3 separate regions of the Hordeum vulgare genome follow, and all the other regions are linked to region 2. A link is a contact called in public Hi-C data. All regions are on one chromosome and are shown on one strand. Each heading gives the region's core, a stretch centred on a gene start, on an enhancer-like site or on the middle of the called end of the contact. The rest is flanking DNA. Distances are from core to core; before and after follow the strand shown. Region 1 holds the start of LOC123447390 (DELLA protein SLN1). Region 2 holds the start of LOC123447395. Region 3 holds the start of LOC123447385 (outer envelope protein 64, chloroplastic).

Region 1 (4,950 bases), core at 2,382-4,881, 450 kb before region 2:
CTGCCCTCCCCCCCTCTCCTCTCCTTTCTTTCCGAGGCTCCCTCCTCCCAACCTTCCACCGCGGGCTCCCATTCGCCAGGATACCATAAAAAGTCGGCCAGCCCGACGTCACCGGTGAGATTTGATTTGCGGCCACCCACGGGAAGATCTCGACGGCCCATACGCCGTCTTCATTTTTTTTCACTGCCACACTTGGGTACGCCACGGACGACGGGTTAAATGTTCTCTGCGTCGAGTGCCCCCACCCAGCCGATTATTTACCGCGCGGCCCGGTGAGTCCCGAAAGGCCGGCCACGCTGCTGCTGCTTCTGCTGCTGGTTAGAGAGAGAGAGAGGGAGAGAGAGGGGGGGAGATAATCAACAGAAGCGGCAATGCGGCCTACTGTGTCTGTACCGCGCCACTCCGGCCAGCAGTGGCCTCTCAGGTTGCCACTGCTCCCCCCGCGTCGCGTCTGCAGTAAAAGTCCCTGCACTCCGACGAACGATCAACGCCGGCGCTCCTGCTCACGCGCTCGCCGGGGTTAATTAACGGACCACTTACTTACTTACCACCACAACCCACGGGCGTTTACAGTGCAAGGTGTGGTGGTGGCAGACCGCGGTATTTACAGTGCGTATTGTACGGCGCAGTGGGCGGCAGTAGTACCACTACCGTATTCAATATCTTTTGCTACGGTTGGTTTGGTGCAGTGCAAAGCTTTGAACACCACCCAACTGATTGCTGGTATGCGGTGCGGCTGTGCAGAAACAGTATTCGGTTTCGATCAACTGATTGCTACGGCAGCAGCGCCAAGGCCTTGACCGTTCGGTGGTGATGCGCCTCTCCAACTAACGAGCGCGCAGGCTCGTTTTTAGATCAGAAACAGCCAGCCAGCCAGCGAGAGGGCGACCACACGGCCAACGCAGAGGGAAACTACACGAGATCTTTCCAACACGGCGCATCATTTCGGTTTGCATCCTAGATCAGGAGGCTTGCAAAGCAAAGGCTAATCCTCGACGTGAATCTATACAAAGTCCCAAGTCAAACTTACATACAACAGCAAGAGCAAAGCCACCATCTTCATCACAAACAAAGCTTGGTTTCACTTTTTAGTAGATGTGCCTTGCGTACAAAATTCTCAATGGAGCAGCTGCTAACAAAGTCCGGCCCGTGCTTATTTCAATATGAGCGATTGGAGGAATTACACATAGCAATAGTAATAGACATTTAAACATAATAATAATAGTAATAGGGCTTAATAAGGAGTTTTACGGGTGATGGTGAACTGGGAACGAAGGAGGGATTACATTACATGCCGGCGGTCTGGTCGGAGTTGGTCGTGTCCATGTCTTCACGCCGGACGCAGAACCAAACCGTAGAGTGGTAACCCGATCGATCCTAGCCGGTCGCTGCAATTCAGCGTATCACTGACATTTAGCTTCTTCTTCATCTTCTTCTTCTTCAAGTGCGTGTGCGTGCGCCGGAGAGCCGGGGCGGGCGGGCGGCCGGGGTTGTGTCGTAGCGCTCCATGCTCTCACGATGTCTACTTACAGCGTTCAAAACTCGCGATCACGGCGCGGCGAGGCGCCATGCGGAAGTGGCGATCAGCGGGCGCGTGTGCCACCCGAGAGTCAGGCACCCTTCCTTCTCCTCCACCTTGTACCCGTCGCCGCCGGCGAAGAGGGCCAGCAGCGTGCTCGCCTGCTTGTAGGCATTGGAGCCCAGGTGCACGGTCTCGAACCCGGCGTTGCCCAGCCGGTTCCGCCACTGCCCCAGTGTCTCGTGCCGCTCTGTGCGCTCCGTGCCCTCGCAGGCCACCACGTTGCAGATCTGCCGGCCGAGGTACACCTCGGACATGACCTGGTCCGTGCCGGCGGCGGCGGCAGGAGCGGCACCCCCCGATGAGACCTCGGACGGGCCGCCGGAGCTGCCGCCCTCGAGAGAATCGAACATGGTGGAGTAGTAGTGCAGGGACTCGGTGAAGCGGTCCAGGAATGAGCCGGAGTTGTGGTTCGCCTCCTGCTCGACCACGGTGACGATCCTCGGCCGCACGGCGCGCACCGTGCCCAGGACCTTCTCGAGGGCGCCGGGCTGCGCGAGGAGCCGGTGCATCTCGAAGACTGAGTTCACGGCGATTACCTCGGGCTCCTCGTTAGGGTCCTCCTCGCCCTCCGGCTGCAGCATGAACGGCTCCAGGTCCGCGAGCGTGGCGGCGACGAGGCCGCGATACTGGAAGTCGACGCGGATGGTGTGCGCGAACTGGGCGAGCTTCCAGCCCACCTGCTGCAGGGCGTCGGTCTCGTCCGGCTGCGGGGGGCCAACGCCGGTGAGGCGGAACGAAGGGGGCCCGCCAGGACGGAGTGCGAGGGCCTGGAGAAGGGCCGGCCACTGCATCCCCTGCTTGATGCCGAAGTCGACGACGTGGACGCGGCGGCAGCCGGCGAACGCCTCCAGGATGGCCTGGTTGGCGGTGAAATGGGCGAACTTGAGGTAGGGGCAGGACTCGTAGAAGTGCGCGTGGAGGAGGTCGGCGAAGGCGGCGTCGAGGAGGGAGCTGTCCGGCTGCGGGCGGAAGCGGAAGACGCGGCGGGCGAGGGCCTCGCCGAAGTAGGCGGCGACCTTGCGCATCGCGCCGCCCTGCGACGCTGCCAGCAAGGGTATCTGCTTCACCAGCGCCTCGGCGGCCGAGAGGTTCTCCTGCTGCACGGCCTCCGCGCACGCCAGCAGCGCGTGCACCAGCCGAATCCCGGCCTCCTGCGTGTCGACCACGACGACCGGCAGCGCGGGCGCAGCAGCCGCAGCCGCCACCGGCGGAGCAGCCTCCACCACAGAGCTCCTGGCGGCACCACCGCCGAGCGAGGACGACGAGGAGGACGAAGACGACGTGCTGCTGCCGCCAGTGCGCATCCGCTTGGGGTCCCGGACGGAGTCAGCGGAGAGGTCGGCCGGCGCGACGGGCGGCGAGATGATCGGGCGCAGGGCGTAGGTGCTGCTGGAGGAGTCGACAGAGGGCGGGAGATCGAAGTATCCGCCGCCGCCCGTGACGGTGGAAGAGGTGGAGGCGTTGAGCTGCGGCGGGGCCGGCGGGAGGGGCGGCGGCGGCGCGTTGAGCTCGGACAGCATGCTCTCGACCCAGGAGGAGAGGTCGGTGGGGTTGTAGTGGACGGTGTCCGTGGCGAGGTGGGTCGCGAAGCCGTCGTCGGGGGCGGGGCCGCCCATCCCCATGGCCATCTCGAGCTGCTCCAGCTTCTGCGCCACGTCCGCCATGTCGGACGCCCGCACCTTGTACCCGAGCGCCGCCAGCAGCTCGTCCACCTCCTCCCCCTCCCCCGCCTCCGACGACGACACCATCATCTTGTCCCTCGACGACCCCATCTCATCACCCCCACCGCCGCTCCCGCCGCCGTCCTGGTACTCGCGCTTCATGATCCTCGCCGCGAGCGAGCTACCTCGCTCTCTACCTAGCCAATAATCGCGGGAAGCTTTTGCTTGCCTCGGTTTCGGGTGCGGGGAGGGTCAGGATTTGGATCCAGGGTTGGGAAAGGGGGGAGGAGGAGGGGAGCGAGCGGGCAAACTGGCAAAGCAGCGAGCGAGCGGCAGCGGGAGCAACTGGGAGTAGTTGTAGGGGAGGGGGGGAGGGAGGAGATTGCGAGACGGCATCGGGTGATGGGAGGGGAAGGCATCTGGGCATAGTGGTGTGGTGGTGGCGCGTGTGTGTGTGTGGGTCGCTGGCGGGCGGGGGCCAACACGCGCACAGCGTTGGATCGGACGGACGGATTCGTCGCTCGCTCGCTCGCGCCCATCTTTATCACCAGACAAGCTTCGCCATCCAGTTACAAATCTTGTGCCCACCACCCCAGAAATTCCCACACAATTAAAAAAAAAGGCGTGAGATTGGGCTCCGCTCCGGTACGTCGACCTCCCCCCCGTCTCCGTGCGCTGCGGATGTGTGGCCTGGCCTGTGGCCTTGCTGCAGCAACACGTGGAGATCGTGAGCTGTATTTGAGGTTTGCTATATGGACTTCAATGATGCTACACATACATAAGTTTACATAGGTTTTTAAAAAAGATGAATTTTGATTGAAGATTAAGGGAAATGAGGGCCCCAGCCCGTTGAAAATCAAGGGGGACGGTTAGTTAGAAAGAAAGAATCCTAGTCAGCCTGTAACCTTATGTAACTCTTTGTATGTCTAGCATTTTTGGTATGGACTTCTAGGGCAATGCACAGGCGATGGAGAACGTTGCGTTTTTTTGCTTACTACTAGTACGATCTTTCGCACCGAAGACGGTACCGAGCTTTGCTACACGTACACAATTTCTTACGTGATACTTCCTCCGTTCCTAAATATAAGACATTTTAGAGATTCCACTATGAACTACATACGGATGATGTAGTCATATTTTAGGATGTAGATTCACTCATTTTGCTTCGTACCTAGTCTATAGTGTAATCTTTAAAAGGTCTTATATTTAGGAACGGAGGGAGTAGATAATGTAGGTGTGGCATTTTTGCTCCTCGTTGCATTGTACCAGTGGACGTAGGAAGGAGGCATCAACACCGAAACACATTTGATGCATTTTTTTTAAAATTTATGTATGGGCGATTTTATGAGGGTCTGTTTTGCTGGATATATGGCATTTTTTGGGCCTTTTTCGTGAAAAAATACAAGTGCACATTCGGTAGAATGAAAAATGCAGCTGCTCTATTACCGGGCATTTAATAAATATGTTCATGGAAAACAGATTGTTGAAATTAGTAATCTTATTGACAATCTCATATTATGTGGTACCTTTGTTGCGAGAGTGGTAGTGTTACCAAAAAATATAGCTGCTCAATCACTAGTCGATGGGAAAATCTCTTTCAAGAGTTGTGTTGAAGTGTCATTTTTCTTGAATTGTCAAGGGCCTCTTTGATTCAAAGAATATTTTAATCATAAGAATTATTTCCATGTTGGTCGTCTAATTTGTTGG
Region 2 (4,786 bases), core at 2,042-4,541:
ATTACAAATGGAACATAAAAGGAAGATTGTCATTGACTGTCGAAAGCTAGGATTCGTTCTACATGGTTTAAACAAGTACCCAACCAATAGACTTACAGCATTGACAACAACGTTAGTGTGTTCAATACACTTACAATCATCTACTATCATATTTGCTATGTTAAATATATATATTTACATGGAATCTACACAATGTTCCCATTTGCAGTTATCACTTTACACCGGCGTGCTGTGACAGGGTAAACCTCCAACCCGGAGTTCCAGCCAGTAATGCCACATTTTCTAGTATGTACTAGGCATTGGATTATCTCTAGACACTAGTTAGTCCAGTTGATGCCCTAAATGGCAACTAACCTCCAAAATCATGGGAATAACGAGCCTTCTTTGTCACTTGCATCTACTTGATGAACCAAAGCATGTGCCAGATATAAGGCCGCTTGTTTTGGTTTACATACAGTTTCGATCTTGACCCTGTCTTTGGAGGATGCATTACTGCCCTGGTCTTGGGCTACAATGTTTTATCCTTCCTGTTTTACAGATGAAAAAAAATGAGCAAACTAAAATATGCTAAGGACAGCACAAAAGAGACAACCAAGAGGCTGGATTTTACCTCTCTAATTGGCTCCCTATGTTCTTCCTGGAATCGACGGGGATAGCGGACAGGGATAAGCGTTCCTGCCGTTTCAGTGGGGGTTCAAATGTATTCCTGCTGGGTGATTCAACTTTCTGGGATTTTTCAGGAGTCGACCCGAATAGCTGCACAGTAAGGCTTCCACCTGAAGAAAAGGATGTCAAGATATATTCAGTTGGCTTGAAGATTATGTTGTGATTGATTAATATGAACACTTTCGTCAAGGTATTGTCTGTCTGAATATCAAAATGCAACTACAAAAGCACAGAATAAAGCTGAAAGAAGCATCAAGCATACATAGTACAAGGGCAGCTCCAATCCATGCAGCATTGTCCCATCTTTCACCTAAGAGGAACCAAGCGAATCCAGCTCCCCATACTGGTTCTAGCCCATAAACAATTGCAGTTTCAGTTGCTGAAACATGGGCCATCGCTACCATCTGCGCATAGACATACAATATAAGATCATTTCGTAAATTAAACAAGTCTCCACACTGTTCATAGTACTACTACAAGGTTCTAAAAAGCAGGCTAACCTCTGCCCACATGCATAACCCCGTTGAAAAGACTCCAGTGTACAGTGCTGGTATCCAAGGAAAAGAAGCCGCCGAATCCCATAGCGTACCAAAAGTCCATGCTTCAAAGCCGGAATCTTGGACCTCAACAAAGGCATCTTTGAGCAAAAACCAGAGTATCGAGGTGAAAGCCACAACAAGGACCTGAATGGTAGATGATCAGTGAGATGGTTTGCATTTGTGACAAAGATGATATCGGAAACTGCAAGTACACAATTTAGTTATGAACCTCAAAGCTAAGAAGAGCCATGAACTTCTTCTTGTCTGTACTTCTTGATATTTGCTCCGTTCTAAGCATATGGATCCCAAAAAATACCGCACTCAAGAAATTCAGCACGTCACCAACCTTTGGAAACAACACGAGAGGATTGAAAAATCAGAATTATATTCCTTGTCAAGACACGTGATATATGTTGTAACCAAATCTTTGAAAAGACGGACTCAGTTTTTGTCAACAAACTGATCTACTGTTTTGAATTGGTTGGTCGTTGCCATTGGAAATAATATATATTCATTTAGAGTATCACTGTTGATAGTTACACAAAACAAGACATTTGAAGTGCTGTACTAGGTTCTGAAATCCATTAGGCCTTGTTCGGTAAATCCCTCCCAGGAGGGATTGGAGAAGATTGGAGGGGATTTAGGTGGAATTTGACTTGTAGGGGATTTAATCCCTCTCAATCCCCTCCAAACCCCTTCAAATCTGAAGGAACCGATCAAGGCCTTATGGGACCAACTAAATAAGCTAACAAGCGCTACTACATAAGGAACAAGACCAATGCTTAGTACTTACACAAGGAGGAGAGCCACCACATTCTAGCAGGCCAACCCCTATAATCGATACAATGGCCCCGAACCAAGTCAGCATGGGGATGGAGGCTCCAAAAAAGCCATCAATCAGAGGCACAACTATCACCTGTTCACATAATTCTTTAGGTATCACCACAAAAACATTTGCCAATTCCACCATTACAAGTTTACAACAGAAGAAGAAAAAAAAGGTGCGAGAAGGCGTACCGTGAAGGCTGCGATGAAGGATGCTCGCCCAGCTTCAGATGTGGTCAACCCGATTGCCTGGGCAAGGTACGCCAGACTGACCCAAAGTCCTAGCTCTAGTCCCCCATTTCGTGTACGGCGATCTCCGAATGCCCGTATCACAAATGGCAGGAAGGGGATGGCTGCGATAACGAAGCGCACCATGTTGAAAACCGCAGGTTCAGTGAGGGCTTCAACCTCTTTCAGAACTGGGATATCACTTGCTGCAGAAAACAGGAACGGGGAAAAGGAAGCCGTCAAGTCAAACGCTGAGCTCGTGCTTGCATACTGTACTACTACTGAATTCCAGATCACAGACTTCTTGTCCTAGCAAATTAAGCTGCACTTGCAGTACTGAACAATTGGACAACTGTTGCTTCTGTCAACCCATGGCGCCGCCATTTTCAACACCTTGAGCGCATCGTACGAACTGGAGACTCGAGAGGGATGAAGAAAGGTACTAGGTGTAGGTGTACCGTAGATGACGGTGAGGGCGTTGAGAATCATGATGCTGCGGGTCTTCTTGGAGGCGAACAGGATCCGCCTCCACATGGGCCTCCCGCGCACCCGCTTGCCCACGTCCCGGCCCTTCTCCTTCCTCCCTTCCTCCCTGCCGGGATCCTCGAGCGGCGAGCACCGCACCGGCGCGAGAATCCCCGCCCGGCGCACCGACGCGGCCGAGCGGGGCGCCGCGACGGCGAGCAGCAGCACGCGGCAGGAGGGGCCTGCCGCCGCGGCCGCCCTGGGATGCAGGGGCAGCGCGCACGACGCGGGCGCGAGGGAAGATGCCATGCCACGACCACCGCTGCAGCTACTGCGAGCGAGCAGGCAGCAGTCCTAGTACTTCACTGTGTGGAAGCGTCTGGGGAAGTCGGCGAGAGGGGGAGGATTCTCCGCTTCGCCGGGGAGTGGAGGGAGGTGTGGAACTCGTGGGTGGTGAATGTAGCGATGAGGGGGCGGGGAATCGGGCGGAAAAACGACGGAGATGCATTATTTTCTGTGGAGCGGACGCGCGCGGTGGTGGGTGGCGGCTCGCCGGGGTAAAATCTTGTGTCTTGCGAGTCTCCGGTCGTGTTTTCCAGGCAAAACGCCGTCGTCGTGCGGTGACATGGCATGGGGTTGAATTGAAAGGTCTACTCGTTGCCGACGACGTCGCTCGCGTGGGGTAGGAAGCCTTGGACAGGTGTCCCCCGATTCAGCATGTGATTCTCGTTTAACGTTGAGGACGGGGCGTCGAACCGGAGATAAATTCATCCACGGTCACTTTACTTGATCACCCAATTCACTTTGGTCACCCGACTGAAGAATACCCTAAATACTGTGTTTAATGTCACATCAGCAGTGATGGTCACCGTCAACTCTGTATAAACGTGATCAGTTTTTCACGTAACCCTAAAACCCTCTGGCGATTAGGGTTTCGACGGACTTGGACGGCGGCCGCGGTCTCCTCGACGACGGTGCGCCCTGGGGGTTTTCCCTGGGATGGCTTCGGTCCCAAATCCCGGCGGCGCGCAGCACAACTCCGGTCCCTACTCCCCTCGAGCGGAAAGAGCGAAGCTAGAGGAGGCGCTAGGGAAGATGGCGATTACCGATGAGGAAGCAACACCACTTGTGATCGACGACACAGAAGATGATAAGCCGGTTAAGTGGCTCCTGGCGGGGAGGATTCTACACAAGAATCTGCTGCACATCCAAACAATCTCAGGGGCTCTTAAGCCGGCTTGGGGAAACCCTAGAGGTCTGCAGTTTCGATTTATGGGGGAGAATACCTTTGTGGCTGAGTTCGAGACACGAAGAGATAGAGATAGAATATGGGAGGGATCTCCCTGGCACGTTAGCAGGAACGATGTTGTCTTGGCAGAGTTCGACGACTGCATGCGGGCGGATGAAGTTAAATTGGACAGGCCCAGCTTATGGGCTCGTGTACCAAATCTCCCGTACAATCTACGTAATGATGCATGAGGAAAGCTGATAGCTCAGCAGATTGACAAGGCTTCCTGCGAGCAAGGGTCTCAATTGAGGTATGCAAGCCACTCCGGAGGTGGATCTAGATCGATTCAGCAAAAAGGAAGAAGGTAGACATGTATGACATACAATATGAGCATGTTCCCCACTTCTGCTTCTCCTGCGACCGACTTGGGCATGCAGATATTTACTGCTCTACTCCGGGCCCTAGAGACACTAATGGAGAGCTACCGTTTGGGCCAAAGCTTCGGGCTAGTGATGACTGGAAGAAGGCGTCGTCTGGTGACAGCTCCAATAAGGAGCACTACTCTGGTACTAGTAATCAGAGGGAGTCCAAGAACTCTAGCTCTAGTGCGAAAGGTGGTACTGCCGAAGTAAATTCCCCAGTGAAAAACCGCATGAATAATAAGAGGAAGGAGGTACCCAAGCAGGCTTACCGTCGTGTTACTGAATCAAAGCTCTTGATCACTGATGGTTCGGAGGCAGTGGATGCAACAACAGGTGACCAAGGTATGAAGGGGGATGAGAATGAGGTGGATCCTGATGCGGCTAAGGAAGGAGAGAGAGTTCCAAAGAAGAAA
Region 3 (4,495 bases), core at 1,473-3,972, 510 kb before region 2:
CGTCCTCTTGAGCTAGATGATGATGATCTTGACTTCCTCAAGATGGACCACCTTTCTTGATTGCGTTGGCTTGATGAAGACTAGTTGATTGCTCCCCCATACTCACTATGGGTGAGCCACTCTTCAACATATCTTCACAAGTCCATTGCCACCAAATGGACGGCAAGCTTCAAGCATGATATCTTCGTGCTGATCCACTTGAACTTGCACATCGCAATCTTGATGACAATCACAACTTGACGTCATACTTCATGGGTTGTATGAGATCTTCTCTTTGACGCAAGCCATGGAAACACACCTAACCCCCACATAGAACTCTCACGAAGACCATGGGTTAGTACACAAACACGTAATGGACAATGCTTACCATACCATGGGATCACTTGATCCCTCTCGGTACATCTTGTACGCTTTGTGTGTTGATCATCTTGATTTACTCTTTGTCTGAGATCTTGATCAACCTTGTGTCTCTATGACCATTCTTTGGATAATACCTTGAATACCACCTTGGTCATCATATAAACTCCTTGAACCCAACAGATGGACTTCAAGAAGTGCCTATGGACAAATCCTATAAATATAACTTAAGGCAACCATTAGTCCATAGGAATTGTCATCAATTACCAAAACCACGTATGGAGATATATGCTCTAACATTACTATTGTTACTTGCTACCCGTTATGAATTATCTTATCGCACAACTATCTGTTACCGATAATTTCAGTGCGTGCAGAGAATACCTTGCTGAAAACCACTTGTCATTTCCTTCTGCTACTCGTTGGGTTCGACACTCTTACTTATCGAAAGGACTACGATAGACCCCCTACACTTGTGGGTCATAAGTGAGCAACAACATTGGGCTCAACTAGCACAAATGAACGAACCGTAGGCGGCACCTCGAAAACCTCTGAATCAAGAGGCATTTGTTCCATAGGAGGCCGGGAGTCCTCGACACAGGATGACGAAAATTGGCTCTCGGGCAGCACGAGGGCCTGACTAATCTCTTGCATTTGTGTGGTCATATCCTACAAATGTAAGCGTCATGATCTTGTCCAACACTTGCACGCTACCAGCAAAACATCCATGACTACTAGCTACCAACACTTGCCCACATGGAAACAACCCCCAGCATGCTCCAAATCCATCACAACTAGCTGCTAGAACATCACAGTCAAACAGATCAGACGGCCTAACCCTACCATATGGAAAGATCTAGCTAGAACTAGTAAAGAGAGGAGGTGATGATTGAACTTACACATGCCATCGGAACGACCGGGGAGGAGGCGCCTGGCACGTTGGAGAGGAGGAGGAGGACCCACCGCCGCAGTCACCGGTCGTCGGAGTTGTTGCACCGCTTACCTCATCATGGAAACGGATCCGCGTCGGAGGAAAGCTCGAGAGGGGGGAAATGGTGGAGGGAGTTTTGCCGCCGCGGTCACCCTCGATATATAGGGTGACCGAATCGGCGGGCGGTGACTCAAATTCGTCGCGCTGCTTTTTCGAAGATGCGCCATCGCTCTCGCCATCACCCTCCCCTGTGTGGCCGGTGTGGCGTTCCCCTCCCCTGCATCGCTCAAGCCTAGCTCGCAAAAAACAGCCGATTCGACCGTTCCCAGCGGGCCTGGCTGAGAGGTGCTTTGAGGTTCGTGCTATGCGGGTCAAACAGTGAATGCATGCTACCAAACAGCCCATATTCATTCCGCGCGGGCCTGGTTGGGCCTAGTGGAGGCAACCAAACACATCTCTAGCTCCGCTACTTCTTGCATTGTAAAGGCATCCCATATACTTTTTTTCCAAAAAATACTTGTATTGCCCAGTTAGAAAGGTTACATATTTTTAGAGTACATAGCAAGGTTACATTTAGTTTGGCAAAGTGTGATGGCCTTAGCGGGTGCTAACCCTAACCAAATGGCAATGTGACCTTGAGCCTTGCGCCCTTGCCATAATTTGCCATCAAATGGCTCACAGAGTTTTGACTTCAACACAAATGAGCAATACAAGTGCTTTTAAAAGATAAAGTGTATTTACTTTATCGGATTAGAACCATTTAGGCTTCTCCCAATGCTTCATCATGTACTCTCTTCGTTTTTACTTACTCGACGCATTAGCTTTGGTCAAAGTCAAGCTTTATAAACATTGACAAAGTTTATAGACACATATATTAACATATACAATAACAAATCAATACCATTAGATACATTATTGAATTTACTTTCACATTATATGAATTTGTTACGGTAAGTATTTTTTTTTATAAACTTAGTCAAACTTTATTTAATTTGACTGTAGTCAACTCTAATATGCAGAGTAGACAAAAACGAAGGGAGTACGAGTGCTAAGTCTGCCAAATAGGCACAACTCATCTAAGACATTGAATACACGTAGCACCTCATCTAAGCACATTTGCGTTGAAAGAGGTCTTAGAGTGCGTGATTTTTCAATAATTGTAGTCGCTGCTAGATGGTAAGTTACGCTACCTCCGGTGCCGATGAATAGATCAAAAGTTCTTCCCGTAAAAAAGGCTTATGAAGAAACTAAAATGTTCCCTTTGAAATTCAAGCGAAAAAGCAAGCAAACCAGGTTTTCAAAATTCACCGGAAAACTCCCATCACCTAGGTTTTCCTTTCGGTAGACAAGAGATGTTCCTCTGTTGGAAGGAATTTCAGCTTTGGTGTCGCCCGTGGTATATAGCTCCTCCGCGAAGCCAACAGCGCCCACGGGACCCCCACGGCGCTTGTTATCCATCCACCACGCAGCCGCCTTCTCCTTCCGGGCCTCTCGCCGTCTTCCTCCTCCCCACCGCCCTCGCCTCAAAACCCCCGCCCCCGCCCCCGCCCCCTAAAAACCCTAGCCCTCGAATTCTCCCCCGCCCGCTCGGAGCGTACGGCCCGCTACACAGGCGCATGGCGTCCTCGACGGCCGCCAACCTCTGGGTGCTGCTGGGCCTCGGCATCGCCGGCGTCCTCCTGGCGGCGAAGCGGCTCAAGCGGCCGGCCCGCCCGGACCACGGCGCCTTCGTGTCGCGCCTCGAGCTCCTGCCGCCTCCCCAGCCCCCGCCGCCCCAGGCACGCCACCCCCTCACCGACCTCTGCTTCGCCATCGCCGACGCGTAAGCTCTCGCCCCCCCTCCCTCCCTCCCCCCTTCGTGTTTGGCCGGCGACAGGTTCTAGCCCGGATTGGGTTAGGCAGGGGGCGACTTGTTTAGCATAGCTTGGGTGATGATTCGATCGCGCCACGCCAGCGTTAATTCGGTATTGTTGTTTACGGGGATTGGATTTGTGCTGCTGGTTACCAGTCGGTCGTGGTGATGGGATTTGCTCAGCATGGAACCATTGATGCATTGTATGTGCTGAATTGTTTCTTTGCCGTTTGAATGACTCTAATGCCTCTGCCTCGCATGGGACAGCTTCGTGGATGACTTTCCAACTTTTTAATGGCCGACGCCAAAAAGGAAAACAGTGCCCTGCAAGAGCACATGAATGTTGGTAGTATTAGATACAACAGTTATGGTATTATCTATCACAGTTACCCAACAATCTACTACGCTAGAACTAGGCAGCTCAGTAGTTTCAGCATGCATCCTGGCTCGTGGTGTGGTTTATTATACTACAAGGCGCTAGAATCCATAGACAATACAATATCTGACATAATAATAATGAGTCATAGTACCTTTTCTTCATGAAATTTATCTTGTTAGGTTTGCCATGCCAATTATGAGTTGCTAGAGCGAATTTTGGGAGTTAAGATTGAGGTTGAGGGAAGATCACAAACTATTTATAGGACAGACTAATTTAGGCATCTACTGCTGGTTTCAGAAGCACATTTTTGGTAGGGGGTGAACTTCACCCCTTCAGTTTCCTCCACCGAACATATTGGTTTATGTGCTCGTTGGTGATTGTTGAAACAATCTTCCCCGTTATCCGTTGAAGAGTTGCTAATGTGGCAAGCATTGGGACTTGCGGCAGTCATCTGTTGATGCTAACATGCTCAGTTGCATCCTGACCTTCCACTCTCTCTTTTCCATAAGCAGCCTCTTGTAGAAACATACTTAACACCCTGTTAGATACTCGTAATTTCTTATCTGCCAGATTTAAATCCTCAAACAAATTTGGGGTGCTACTCAGGAAAAAAAAGAACTAGTGGAGATGGTTTGGTATTTGTTCTTAGTCTTTAAATCACATTTTGCTTTGAATTTGTTTACTGGCATGTCAATGACTCTACCATGAAGTGACATTTGAAGCGACATTTCTGTTTTCTGACATTGGTGATACTTGAACATCAACAGATTTCCAGATTCTAAACAATTTTCTTGAACTTCCTTAATCAACTAAAGGCGTTTTCGTTTTTAAAATCTAAGGCTGTAACTGTGCGTGGTTTTGTTTCCCAATGGTGAGGGCTTGTGGGGTGACTCATGACTTGTGTTTTAAAACTTAAAATTCAGTTTGGTGATGCTGTTGTGAAATCATTGCGGCACACATGCTTGTGCCCTGTTTG

Evidence for each region. A called contact is a pair of places that touch in the nucleus more often than the background predicts.
Region 1: a contact with region 2 is called in a Hi-C map of leaf, with 3 times the contacts expected there. The contact joins the promoter of LOC123447390 here to the promoter of LOC123447395 in region 2. A contact is called at or near these places in 3 of 6 Hi-C or Micro-C datasets (leaf and seedling) and 1 of 1 datasets of contacts at active chromatin or transcription factors (embryo).
Region 3: a contact with region 2 is called in a Hi-C map of seedling, with 2.8 times the contacts expected there. The contact joins the promoter of LOC123447385 here to the promoter of LOC123447395 in region 2. A contact is called at or near these places in 2 of 6 Hi-C or Micro-C datasets (leaf and seedling).

The regions. Positions count from the first base shown.
Region 1 is chr4H:15,124,832-15,129,781 of MorexV3_pseudomolecules_assembly, forward strand. It overlaps LOC123447390 (DELLA protein SLN1), which reads right to left and starts at 3,632. Exons shown (of 1, transcript XM_045123987.1): 1 at 1,059-3,632. The coding sequence starts at 3,405. The coding sequence ends at 1,549.
Region 2 is chr4H:15,573,368-15,578,153 of MorexV3_pseudomolecules_assembly, forward strand. LOC123447395 reads right to left here and starts at 3,292. Exons shown (of 8, transcript XM_045123991.1): 1 at 2,717-3,292; 2 at 2,223-2,464; 3 at 1,999-2,121; 4 at 1,435-1,551; 5 at 1,167-1,349; 6 at 929-1,070; 7 at 611-776; 8 at 11-527. The coding sequence starts at 3,032. The coding sequence ends at 509.
Region 3 is chr4H:15,063,651-15,068,145 of MorexV3_pseudomolecules_assembly, forward strand. It overlaps LOC123447385 (outer envelope protein 64, chloroplastic), which reads left to right and starts at 2,723. Exons shown (of 13, transcript XM_045123982.1): 1 at 2,723-3,110. The coding sequence starts at 2,905.